Linked DNA regions of Mus musculus: region 1 is linked to region 2. Evidence: chromatin contacts called from public Hi-C data. All regions are on one chromosome and are shown on one strand. Each heading gives the region's core, a stretch centred on a gene start, on an enhancer-like site or on the middle of the called end of the contact. The rest is flanking DNA. Distances are from core to core; before and after follow the strand shown. Region 1 holds the start of Mir100hg (Mir100 Mirlet7a-2 Mir125b-1 cluster host gene). Region 2 has its middle 67 kb from the start of Gm25401.

Region 1 (6,142 bases), core at 2,595-5,094, 100 kb before region 2:
TGTGTGTGTGTGTGTGTGTGTATAAAGAGAGAGAGAGAGAGAGAGAGAGAGAGAGAGAGAGATTTCAAACTGTTTCTTTACAGAATAAAGACATGGTGGCTCAGTCTGAGATCCGTTGATGCCAGCTCTGAGAGGAGAAAGAAAGGATGCACAGGCCGCTCACCAGGCCAGATGTTCACGTTCGTAAGATCTCAAGCTTAAGACTTAGCCGATTTCCTAGAGAACTCAAAAGATTTTCACACACTCACATTAACAACCGGACTGTTATCATTACTTGGAAAAGGAAGAAACAAGTTTGTATCAACCAGCAATCACCCACCCACATCATGTGGTATTAAGTGAATGTCTTCTGAATAAAGCGTGGTCTCTGCATGTAGATGCAGTCGCCTTTGACTTAAAATCATTTTAAAACAGAAAGGCTGAGTATTTAGCAAATTCTAAAAATAGTAAAGAGTCTTAGACTCCAACCAGAGTAGGGGGAAAATAGCCAGAAAAGGAGAAAAAGGAGAAAAACTTAGACTGTGTATATATATGTGTGTGTGCATGTATATATGAATATATATACATATATGTTATATATGAGTATATATATATTTTTTTACTTAGATGTAACCTTGGAAGTAAATTATAGTTAGCCACTTGGAGCCAAGTGATTTTTCTAGGTTAAAACTTAAGCCTGTAAAATGCATGAAAATGTTTGGTAGCTAAATTATCTGCATAAAAAGTTAGTATTTAGTCCATCTTGTGGATCACTGTATATGGAATCACTGGTCTTATTTGTAGAGATAAAAGCTGTATAAAGTCAGAGGCAAGTTGAAAAGCCCAACCCTCTCATGCTCTGTCAAATACACATTTGAAGTAACTTCTAGGAATTTCATTTGGGGGCGTGGCTCTGTAACCTTTGATTGCTTTGGGAGCTATCAGGAGTTGACCTGTTCACAGAAGAACACACATAAAGACCACCCAAAACAGCAGCTAAGGTTAAGGCACAAAACAATAGAACATCAAGACAGATACCTACACAAACAATGGCCATTTGTGTGTGTGTGTGTGAGAGAGAGAGACAGACAGACAGACAGACAGACAGACAGACATAGTTCATTAAGTTGCCACAGAAATTCCACATGCAAACTTAGATGATCCAAAAGGACAAACACAGACAGCCTCAGGCTGAACTGATATCAGAACAGAACATACATAGGAGTTCTGGCCTTCCCTAAAATTCCCACATAGGTTTGCACGGAACCAATAAAGGAGTAAACGGAAGCGTGACAGATGAGAAGGCCCTTTCTCACCATTTTAAAGACTAAAAAGAAACAGCACACAACAGGGATTGTAACAGAAGGAACCGCCTTGGGCAGGGAGGCTGAGGCGGTCTCCACAGCATCCCCTCCATCTCCCACCAGAATCCTCCAGTCTCGCTCAATTTTCTGATTCTGGGGACGGCACTGCTGAGCTGTTTATTAAAACAGCTCACAATGAAAACATTCCATTCCCCTATTCTATGAACCCCTGTAATTTTCTCCCTCCTCCTGGACAGAGGCCACTAGGACAGGAAAGCCCCAGGGGAAAAAAAATTAAAAGGAAAAGCGGTGAAAGCGAAGAAGACAATAGACAGGCCCCAGCTCTGACAATGCTGTCCCTCGGCCCCCTTTCCAGGCCTGCTGTGACACTGGCATTCAAGAGCAAGGGTGGCTGCCATCTGATGCATGGACAATGAGCTGAGAAACACAAGGCAGAGAGGGGAAGGAAACCAGATGGATTCTGAGCTAAGATGCAGGGCTCTCACCTTGTCCAGGTTATTATTATTATTATTATTTTGCAAATAGTCTGGATGGAGGCGTCCCGCAGAGAAGGAAAAAACAAGGGTGTCTTGAATTGTTGGATGGCTCTGAAGCTTCCTGCATCTGCGGATGCATTTTAGAACTGTTTGCAGGGTGATTCATTCTCTCTCTCTCTCTCTCTCTCTCTCTCTCTCTCTCTCTCTCTCTCTCTCTCTCTCTCTCCCTCTGTTGTATGCCCCATCACCTCCACCACACTTCCATTGGTACGGAGACCACCTGCCCGTGTAAGTGAGCCTGTGTATTCCTTAGTATTTGCATCAACACACACATCTGCATGCGCGTCTGACCTGAGGAGCCTATCACCGTGACTACAAATATCAATTAGTCAGCACTAGCTGAGACTTTCAACGCCTCTGAAGGGACAAAGCTGGAAAGACATGCATACGTTCCAGCAGCTGCATCGCGCAGCTCACAGGATGTACACAGCGGCGCCTCTCTGTTTTGCCTTTTACTTACCCCCTCAAATCTATGTCCTATTCTGGCTATGAACAGACCCAGTCAAGTAATTAGCTATGGCACATCCATAAACTCATGTGCTTCCTGGGCATGGTTGGAAATAAGATACGTTAAACTGAACTAAAACCAAAAATGCCTCTCTTTACAGCGTATTTGATCCTTTCTCCATTTTAGCCAGCTGATACGAGGAGCTAAAAGTAACTGTTCTTTGTCTCAGTGGCTCCTAAGAAAGAGGCAAGGGAGACTGAGCAGAGAAGAAAAGCAATAGAAAATGTTCAGCTGCAGAAAAGCATCCGGGGAGGTTCATTCTTCTCCACAGAGGAAAACACTTCAAGATTTACAGGCAGTCTGGATTTTGGCTAACATTGGGTTTGTTTGTTTGAGGGGGAGGGTGTGTGTGTGTGTGTGTGTGTGTGTGTGTGTGTGTGTGTGTGTGTGTGTGTGTGTGTGTTGTGGTGTTTGGTTGCTCGTGGAGAATAACAGCTTATGTTGGGCATGTCTGTATTCTGTATTGGTTAGTACTGAATGCATTCTGAGCTTACTCACCGTCTGAAATAAAATAAATAATTTTTTTTTATTTCGTTTTACAAAAACCTCCACATAACCTTTGGAAAAACAATGCACTGCCTTGGGTGGCCAAGGACACAGAAATACTGCTACTCTGAAACTCTGTGTGTGTGTGTGTGTGTGTGTGAGAGAGAGAGAGAGAGAGAGAGAGAGAGAGAGAGACTAGGTAACAATCGCTCTCCCTCACTTTCCGGTTTCCAGAGGAATGGTGTGCTCTGGAGCCCTTCATATGTGTGCTTTGTGCCTCTCCTTTCTCCTACATGGGAAATGGGATTTCTTTCATTAGTCCCTCTTGTTAGAATTAAAATCATTTTAAATGAGACACAAAGTATCTTGACGCTCTCTGACTCTGTAAAGGAGACAGTAGTCTCACCTGGAGACCCCCTTTTCTCAGCCAGGCTGGAGCAGGAGCACAGGCTGTCCTCTGGGGTCTTTCTCATCTCCCTTTTGAGATTATTATTCTAAAGAGCCATTTCTGTGTCCTCTCCTCTCGGGTACAATAGCTCAACAACCGTTTCAGTGTGTGAGGTAGCCCCAGAAGCTAAGACATTTGGAGCTGACATTCAAAAGAGAGACCCCCAAAACAACAAATCATTAAAAAAACAACAAAAAAAAAAACCCTGTTTACAGAGACAGGGAATGCGAGTCTAGCAAAGCTTTCCTAATGAGAGGAAGTGTTACAAATCCTGAGAGAGATTCAAATCAGAATAGATCGAGGATAGAGAGGGGCTAGGAAAACCCCTCAACCCCTGGGCACTTAGAAAAAAACCTAACAAGGTTGAGGAGAAGAAAGGAAATGTGCAAAATAGCCAGCGAGGTGACCCACCGTCCTGCGTGCGCCTTGACTCTTGCCGAGGGGAGTAACAGCCACAGCAGTGACATCGGAGTTCTAGCGGGTCAGGTGCCACCTCTGCCCAGCGCTCTCGCCCTCCCCGGCAGGATAGAAAACCATGCTCGAGACAGAGAAGGAGCAAACAGGCGCCACCGCCAAGTCACGGACCCCCATCAGCACCGGCTGGTCTCTGAAAGCCTTGGATCAAGGGTCCCATTCAAAGGCAACGAGGAAGCAGACAGTGGCAAATCAGACCCTGGCGGGCCTTCTGGAATAATTTAACTCCTCGCTCCAGCATTTAGATGGGGATAGCAAGAAACACAGGCGAGAGCTCCTTCACACCGAGGCGCGAGCATATGCCTGCATCTCGGTGGATGTATTTTTAGACACGCTGTCATGGGCAAGGCAGCCTGCGACAGCTTTTGCTTCCCAATGTGGGTGCCGCCTTCTCTGCAGCCTGAAAGCAGCTGAGAGAGCCCAGGGTAGCCATACACATCTCTCAGCAAGCCAAAGGTCAGGCAGGAGAAGAGCACACCCACCCCCAACCATAAGCCATTGTCCCTGTGCTCAGAAAGCAGTCGAAACATTTTCAAGATGTGTTCTAGAAGGAGGGTCATGTGCTGTGGCCGTGTGTGCACTTCCTGTCTTTGCAGGCTGAAAGCATTAGCAGGATTCAGACACACCTTGGGGAAGAAAATTCTAGCATAGGCCCGCCCAGAAGAATAAAAACATTAGGCTGGACATGTGTTATTAATAACACATACTAAACTTTTCAATGCATCCAAACCATATTATTCTAGAAAAAAAAAAATAAAGATGAGTGACCCTTTGTGGTAGATTTAAATGTGCTGTGAAAATCTGGGTATCTAGCCTGAAATTTTTAAATAATAAACTCTCATCTCATTAAAATACAATAAACTACTACACAAATACCTGGGCATTACTTTGTGAACCAAAGCAACCAAGTCTAGTGTGTTCTAATCTGATCTGGAGATTTTTGCCCCCAATGACATATTTTAGAAGACCCCCTTAAATTTTTCATATTAACGTACTTATGAAATATGTATGCAGACATACCTGATGTATGTAAAAATTCTCAAGTTAATTTGAATTTATGGGAAAAAAATCTTTTGGAAGAGTAGGTTAAGCAATCAACATAGCAAGATAACCATAAACAAAATCTCTAACTACATACCAGTGTCTCTGGGGTTTCATATATTCTGAGAATGGGGAGTGGAAATAAGCCAAAGCAACCTTGTAACATGCAACATTGTAAATAAAACTGCTTAAGACATGAGCAAAATGTCTGCCTTCCACATTGGGGAGTCTCTCTTTTCCTCTCTGCCATATGTAGGTAATCTACGAAAGAGAGCTGTCCAAAATGGGTTAACTCCCAACTCCTAGAAAGCCCACAGACACACACTCTGAGTTCTCCTCTTCCTTTAAGGGCAGAGACAGTGTACGATTTCACATTGTAAATCTCACAAGGCCTGAATAAAGCTCTCACAAGAACTGACAAAGAAAGAATAATTCACGTCAGACCAAAATGCTCCTTTCAGACAGATCTGGACCCAAAGGCAGGGAGAATCCAGAGTTCAACTCCCCATCACACTTCCCGAGTCTTTCAATTAATGGCACTGCAATCAGATCGATAGAATGTAATAAGAAAAGAGCTCTGCATTTTCTGCAGCTATTAATTCGCTGACTAACTTCAGCAGTAAAACGTGACTGGAAAGGAAAACCACTTAGGAAGATGGATTCTCTAAGCATGCCAGGCAACCATTCCCCGGCCCAAAAATGAGCCCTGTAGCTTTCTTTGCCCTTCCAGCCACTGTTGTGAGGATCGAGCAAGTGAGGAGATGGTGCTATCAAGGCTGAGCCTCGCCTTCCTGTCACAAGACACTGCAATATTCTAACACCACGGATCTGAACAAATGCATCTTTGCTTGGGATTTTGGTACAAAGAATCCTGACGTGCTGGTTGCAGCATGGGCGGGTTGGGGAGGGGCAGCCATTGTTCTCTGCCCAGGAAGGCAGTCCCGAGCCACCAAAACCCTGATCTTGGTTTTCAGTGACAGTCTGAACAGAGGAAAGGCTAGAGCAATGTCAGACTAGCAAAGATACTCTCTGAGCTCTACCACAAGCCAGATTATCACAGTGAAGGACATGCCAGGGCAACACTGCCTGCCTAAACAATTTTGTCACCAGAGACTGGCCTGAGAGCAAAGCTGGTGTTCCCTGTGGCAGGGCACAGAAGGGCTGGTCTAAAGTGCTCCTTGCCCTGCCTTTCTGGAGCTTGAAAAATATTCAAAATATTCAGAAATTCACAAAAAGCACAAGAACGAGCACCCTAAACGTCAATTCAACACCAGGTAGTCAGCCCTAAAGGCATAGACACACAAGCAACGTCAAATGGACTCAGCAGATTGTTTGTATTTATGTG
Region 2 (5,857 bases), core at 1,377-3,876:
CCCAAGTCAGAACACAACTAAGAAGCTTGAGTCCAAATGAGATAAAAGGCCAAGTTCACCATCTCAGTAAACGTGCTTTCGACGGACTCTACCCAGATGTTTGGAGGGTTCCTGTAAGTTCATGGCCCAGGCTATGCCAGGCATCTTCCCAAAGAGAATCAAGGGGAAGCCACGAGCATGGGGCACTCTATTTCTCACCAAGTGTTTTCTCATACATTCTTCTGGGAGTTGGAGAAAGACAATAACGTGCAAATGACTCTGACAGAGCCAGAGTATTGAAACTCATAGTAGAGTGTAAATGTGGGCACAGCAAATGGCCTGATTTTACAATGGAAGCACAGATGACTTTATAGGTGTAAGTGATTGTAAGGGTTAAAAAAGCAAGAGTTTATGACCCGTAAGCATTAGATGAGCCCTGCTAACCTCAGTGTCCACAGAGTTCTCCTCAGGTGCAGTCACCCTTGTTCATTTATATAGTGTCTAAAGTCACCCTGGCACACAGAATCAGCACAGGCCGATGGCCTGCAGAGCCATAGAAAATATGAAAACATGGCTCTTTATAAGAACAAATGCTGGTAAATCATGATGCAGGCAGTCATTTCTGCAGTAATGTTCGTTTTGTTTGAGGGGGCTGGAAAATGGGGAAGAGAAGTAGGTGGGACTCATGTCTATTTAAAAACCAGAAAAGTACCTAGTGTGACCAATACTTGGGAGGTAGAGGCAGAGGCAGGGGGATCAGAATTTTAAAGCAAGTACACACATGCACCCATGCACACGCACACACACAATTAATAAACAAAAACAAAATAGAGAAAGGAAGAAAAAAATCATCAACCTCATAATGCCACCTTTGATCCACCCTAGACATAAAAAAGTCAACCACCTACTTTATCAGTTCAAAGTCGATTAAAAGTTATAATAATTAACACCACCTTCCATAATGTCCCACAATGCACCTCGTGCAGCCAGCTCCCTGACACCCATCTCTTCAGAGGCTTTTTTTGGGGGGGGGGAACTAAGGGGAGGCATGTTGGTTGGTGGATGGAACAGAGATGTAAGCATTAAAAATTACTGAATATGGGTGGCAGTGGGGCACACCTTTAATCCCAGCACTCTGGAGGCAGAGGCAGGAAGATCTCAAAATTCCAGACCAACTACAGAGTGAGTTCCAGGACTGGGCTCCACAGAGAAATCCTTGGGGCTGGAGTGGGAGGGGCGATACTGAATGGAAGTCACGTGGGTAGCAGTGCTCCTTCTACAAAACCACAGCATCATTCCTTTGTTTGTCTTTAAAAGTCGGTTTGTTTGTGTTTCACATATTCATTACAAACTCCTTTAGGGCAAACCTGAATGTATTTTTTGATTGCACTTTTTCACTGGTGGCGACTAACACTGAAACACAAAGGTATCTGTGATAAATGAATGATTGATTGAGCAGATGAATGAATGAATGAATGAATGAATGAATGAATGAATGAATGAATGAATGAATGACGAAAGCCAGGAGATGTGAATTCTCTTACATTGGGAAGAAACCTGTGCAGCACTTCCCAGAGTACCTGTCTCTCAGCCAAGAGCATCTCTCTCCTGTGGACAAGGAACTTGAGGAATCAGCCCTGCCAACTTTCCAGCAGGTGCTTCCATGATCTGAAAGGACCAGAGTACTCCATGCCTGGTGTGAGGACTTCACAAGCATTTGCACACACAAGCAGCTCACTAAGTTCGGCTCAGGTGGCTAAAATCCAATTTTTACTCCAGGGACAACTCGCCTACTTAAGTTGACTGAAAGCACCCGGCAAACCACCTACCGAAACCCTCCCCTTTGTCCCTGTCGGTGTGCAGATGATTCGCCAAAGTGTACACACCCCAAATTTATACAGTGTGCCTCAAGATGTCCTTTGTAAGAGGGAGTCGCTGGGAAAACAGCACTTTACAAAAGAGAGCATCAGTCTAGGGGAGGTCCAGCGATGCGGCTGTAGCAGCTCCTGCCACCTCGCAGAGTTCCTAGATAATAGTTCTTTTTTGTCTCCTTCCCTTCTTAAGTCGGTGCAGGGTGGGGTCGGTGGAGGCGAGGGGGATCCAGTCGTTAAAATCTATCTGAGACGCCTACTTGGAGTTCTCTGGGATTTGTGAAAATTTGAGCCTTTCCTAAACAACAAAGAAATCAAGATTCTGGGAAAAGCCCACGCCCCTCTAAGGCTGCTGGTGTGAAATAGAATCGCACCGGGCAATGTTAGCTAGCCATATTACTCTGCGAAGGTGCTCGCAGCTGCAAAGCCTTACAGAAGGAAAGCTGCAGGGCTGGGACCCCACGTCCAGGGGGAGAGCTGGGGCCTCGATGCAGGGGGATGCCCAGACATCGGCCCCGCCCCCATCCCTCCCTCCCTCCCTCCCAGTGGTCATGGCTGAGCAGCCTCGGGTCCGGGTTAAACAAAGAGACTGGTGTGCCTTAGCGGGGTAAAAATCTTTCTTCTCCCTTCGTGCAATAGGTGATATGTAGTAAATTAATAACAGAAAATACCGTAGCCAAAAAATATGGCAGTATTAGAGATCTGGCCCCTTCCTGCTCTTCCATGTCCCTCCCTGACTGCCTTGCAGCTCAGCAACCAGGACCAGACAGCCACCCCCCCCCTCCCTCCTTAGCCATCATTCCCCGCCCCCTTCAAAACTCTTTTATTATCAGTTGAGTCACGTCTCCTGCCAAGCAAAAGGTCATTTCAGGTCATCTTGGAGACGAAAGGACGGGATAATACATTTGAAGGTGCTGGAATTGGCAAGTCCGCGTGTATATATGTATATGTATATATATATATATATATGAGTAAGGGAGAGGGAGAGAGAGAGAGAGAGAGAGAGAGAGAGAGAGAGAGAGAGAGAGAGAGAGAGAGAGAGAGAGAGAGAGAGGTGCCAGCATGCTCAACTCTGCCAGGAAGAGAAGAAATATTTCAAGGCATGACAGGGGCAGCTAGCTGCCCAATCTGTAGCTAATTCCTTATAAAAATAAGAATGTGGTTTATAATTGTGTGCTGCCTGAAGGGTCATTAAAGTTTCTAATTGTTCTCATCCAGTATCTCTTTTCTGGCCATTCATCAGAGAAAGGGTTGCAAAAGTGTTTGTTGTGGAAAGGAAGTGGGGGTGGGGGCCCGTTGTGGGGAGAGGGCAGACTGGGACCTGGAGTAGACTGACTGCGTGGCACTTTCAGGATTTTAGAACCACAAGAGGAAAGCGGACAGCGTGTTTAAGAGTCTCCACAGCACGCACCGGTTGCTTTGTTTTGAGATGAGGAAAGCAAAATTTGCAAATAGTATTTTTCTATGCTGTTTACAAGGACTTTCTCCTCCTCCCCCTTCCTCCTCCTCCCCCTTTCTCTTCCTCCTCCTCCTAAAGAAGATGTCTTCTAACTTTTCTGAGTTGTTAATTCAGTATTATTTCAATAAAGACAATTAGCAGCCTCTGAATTCTCACCAAATACATTTTTTTCCTTCCTTTCCATTCCCACTGCAGTATTTGAATGCCCTGGATTGGCTTCACAGTTTTTTCTAAGAAACAAGAACTACTCTTCTTACTCTTCTTCCTTCCTCCTCTTCCTCTTCCTCTTCCTCTTCCTCTTCCTCTTCCTCTTCCTCCTCCTCCTCCTCCTCCTCCTCCTCCTCCTCCTCCTTCTTCTTCTTCTTCTTCTTCTTCTTCTTCTTCTTCTTCTTCTTCTTCTTCTTCTTCTTCTTCTTCTGTTTTTATTTTAAATAAGACACATGCCAACAGCAATGTGTCCAGGGAGCTAGAGGTTTGGGTAATAAATTATTTGCTCCCACATTCCAAAGTATCTTACATGGAAAGTCCCCATCCACCCTACCTCCCACCAATGGCCTCTATTCCTCCCTGTCTTACTAGCTGTCCTGGTTTGCTTTCTGTTGCTGTAATAAAATACTGACCAAATGCAACTTGGGGAGAAAGGTGGTTCACTTTATCATAAACTATACAATCCATCATGAGGGAACCAGAAGCAGAACCCATAATGAATGCTGCTTAAACTGGCTTGCTTCCAAGATCACCTCCAGCTCCCTATCTTATACCCAGGACCACCTGCCCAAGGGTAGCATGGCCCACAGAGAACTAGCCCCGCCACCACTACCTTCCATCAATTAACAATCAAAAATATATATATTCCCACAGACACATAACCAGCCAATTTGGTGGAGGCAATTCCTCAAGTGAGGTTTCCTCTTCTTGGGTGTCTCAAGTTTGTGACCAAACACACTAGCCAAGTTCCATCTACCATTCCCTATTCAAACCATACCCAAAGATGTTACCTGGAGGAGCTTTTTAGAAACCACCAGTTAAAGGTAGGCTGGTGAGTGACTGGGTCTGTCATAGTAAAAACAAAGAGATAGCATGACCTTTTTGCCTGGACTCAGCCCATCCTGAAGCCTCTCCATGGGAAGTATCTTCTAGCATCCGGGCTCCACATATCTCTCAGTCATCTCCCTCTATGCTTACTCTCCCACTGCAGGAAAAGCACATTGGCTGAAGCTGCACCACCTCACCTGTTGTTGGTGTCACGTGTTTCTGAGAAACGAAATCATTTGTGTCTCTGTTGTAGCTGTTGAGCACAGAAACCTCAGTTTTCTAGATGTTTGAAAAGAACAGGTTACGTCTATAGGAAAGTGATTACTGTGTAGAATGGCAGAAATAGTAAACAACCAGCTGTGGATATGGGGACAAGATTCTTGGCTTTAGCTAAAGTTGGCTGGACAATGAGTGTTACCCACAAGTGTTTGAAGATTGGCTGGTACTTATCACACAAAGTCAGCAGCTACATGCACTCACATGTAACTAGAAAGATCTCTCGGGCAACTGTTGATTTCCTACCAGTCAGAAGCTCCATGCAGGAAGGCCCTGCAGCAAATCTGAAGACGAAGCATGGGCCTCATCACTACCACAGCCTTGACAAAGATACTCTCCCGGCACATTGCTATTGATGGCATTCATTTTCCACAAGAGTTAAACAAAAATACATCCTCATGGTCTTATCTACCTAGAGTATAGGAAGAGCCTAAAGGTTGACTGGGAGTTCCACAAGACTTGAAATAAAAGCAAGCATTTTCCAGAACACTCGGGGGAAAGAATAGAAGGAAGAGCTTCAAAATTCATGAAATGATCACCACTGTGTGTTACACACTACACTTAAACGTACCTGGGGAATGGGTACCATTACATCCTTTACCAATGAGGAAGCTGGTGGTCGAGATCAGTAACTTGGACAAAGCCATGTGTCTAACAGGAGAAGGAAGCAGCTTGAAGTAATTGAGAAGGCTTCCTTCTGGAGACCCAGCTTCACTTCATGCATGTTTACTTGCAAATGAATGTGTGCTGTAAAAGTGTCACTGTGTTATATGAAGAAATTAAGATTCAAGGAATGGATGTTCCAAGTCACAGACCTAAGAAATGAAGGTGCCAAAACTGGAAATCACCTCAATCTGGTTCTCATGGGTTTTTTTTTCCCCATTCATTTGAGATAGAAAACTGAAAGATTAGTTCTCAGCCCTGTTCCCAATGTGGTGCTACACCAAATATCTCCTTTCTTAGAGTGCTTTACTCAGGAAAATTGACATTAGCCCTTATATACTGTTCAGGAATGGGTACCACTACAAAACCCTGTGTCTCTACCAGAACCATGTCTCTGAAATTTTTATGGAAATCACACATAATTAGCATTTAAGTATGGATTTTAAATTAAGATTTCATGAGTGGTGTTTGTTTTATGTCCCAAAGACTTCAAATAGAAAATTCCCATAGCATTCTTCCATCTTAGCTATTGACTATCAGTCTAGGACCATTTTTAATATGACCATCAAATCTA

Evidence for each region. A called contact is a pair of places that touch in the nucleus more often than the background predicts.
Region 1: a Hi-C map of cerebral cortex shows a contact between it and region 2, with 2.2 times the contacts expected there. The contact joins the promoter of Mir100hg here to the enhancer-like site in region 2. A contact is called at or near these places in 5 of 484 Hi-C or Micro-C datasets (the N1E-115 cell line, cerebral cortex, ganglionic eminence and 2 more) and 8 of 115 datasets of contacts at active chromatin or transcription factors (SST interneurons, embryonic forebrain, embryonic hindbrain and 5 more).

What each region holds. Positions count from the first base shown.
Region 1 is chr9:41,374,228-41,380,369 of GRCm38.p6, reverse strand. It overlaps Mir100hg (Mir100 Mirlet7a-2 Mir125b-1 cluster host gene), which reads right to left and starts at 3,844. Exons shown (of 5, transcript NR_131928.1): 1 at 3,694-3,844.
Region 2 is chr9:41,270,065-41,275,921 of GRCm38.p6, reverse strand. No RefSeq gene overlaps it. Among named protein-coding and RNA genes, the nearest start is that of Gm25401, 67 kb to the left of the region's middle. Within about 2 kb of position 2,626, at least 110 of the 459 cell types and tissues checked have an H3K27ac peak or open chromatin away from gene starts, as enhancers often do. A contact at or near this core is called in the N1E-115 cell line, SST interneurons, cerebral cortex and 5 more, where this site is marked.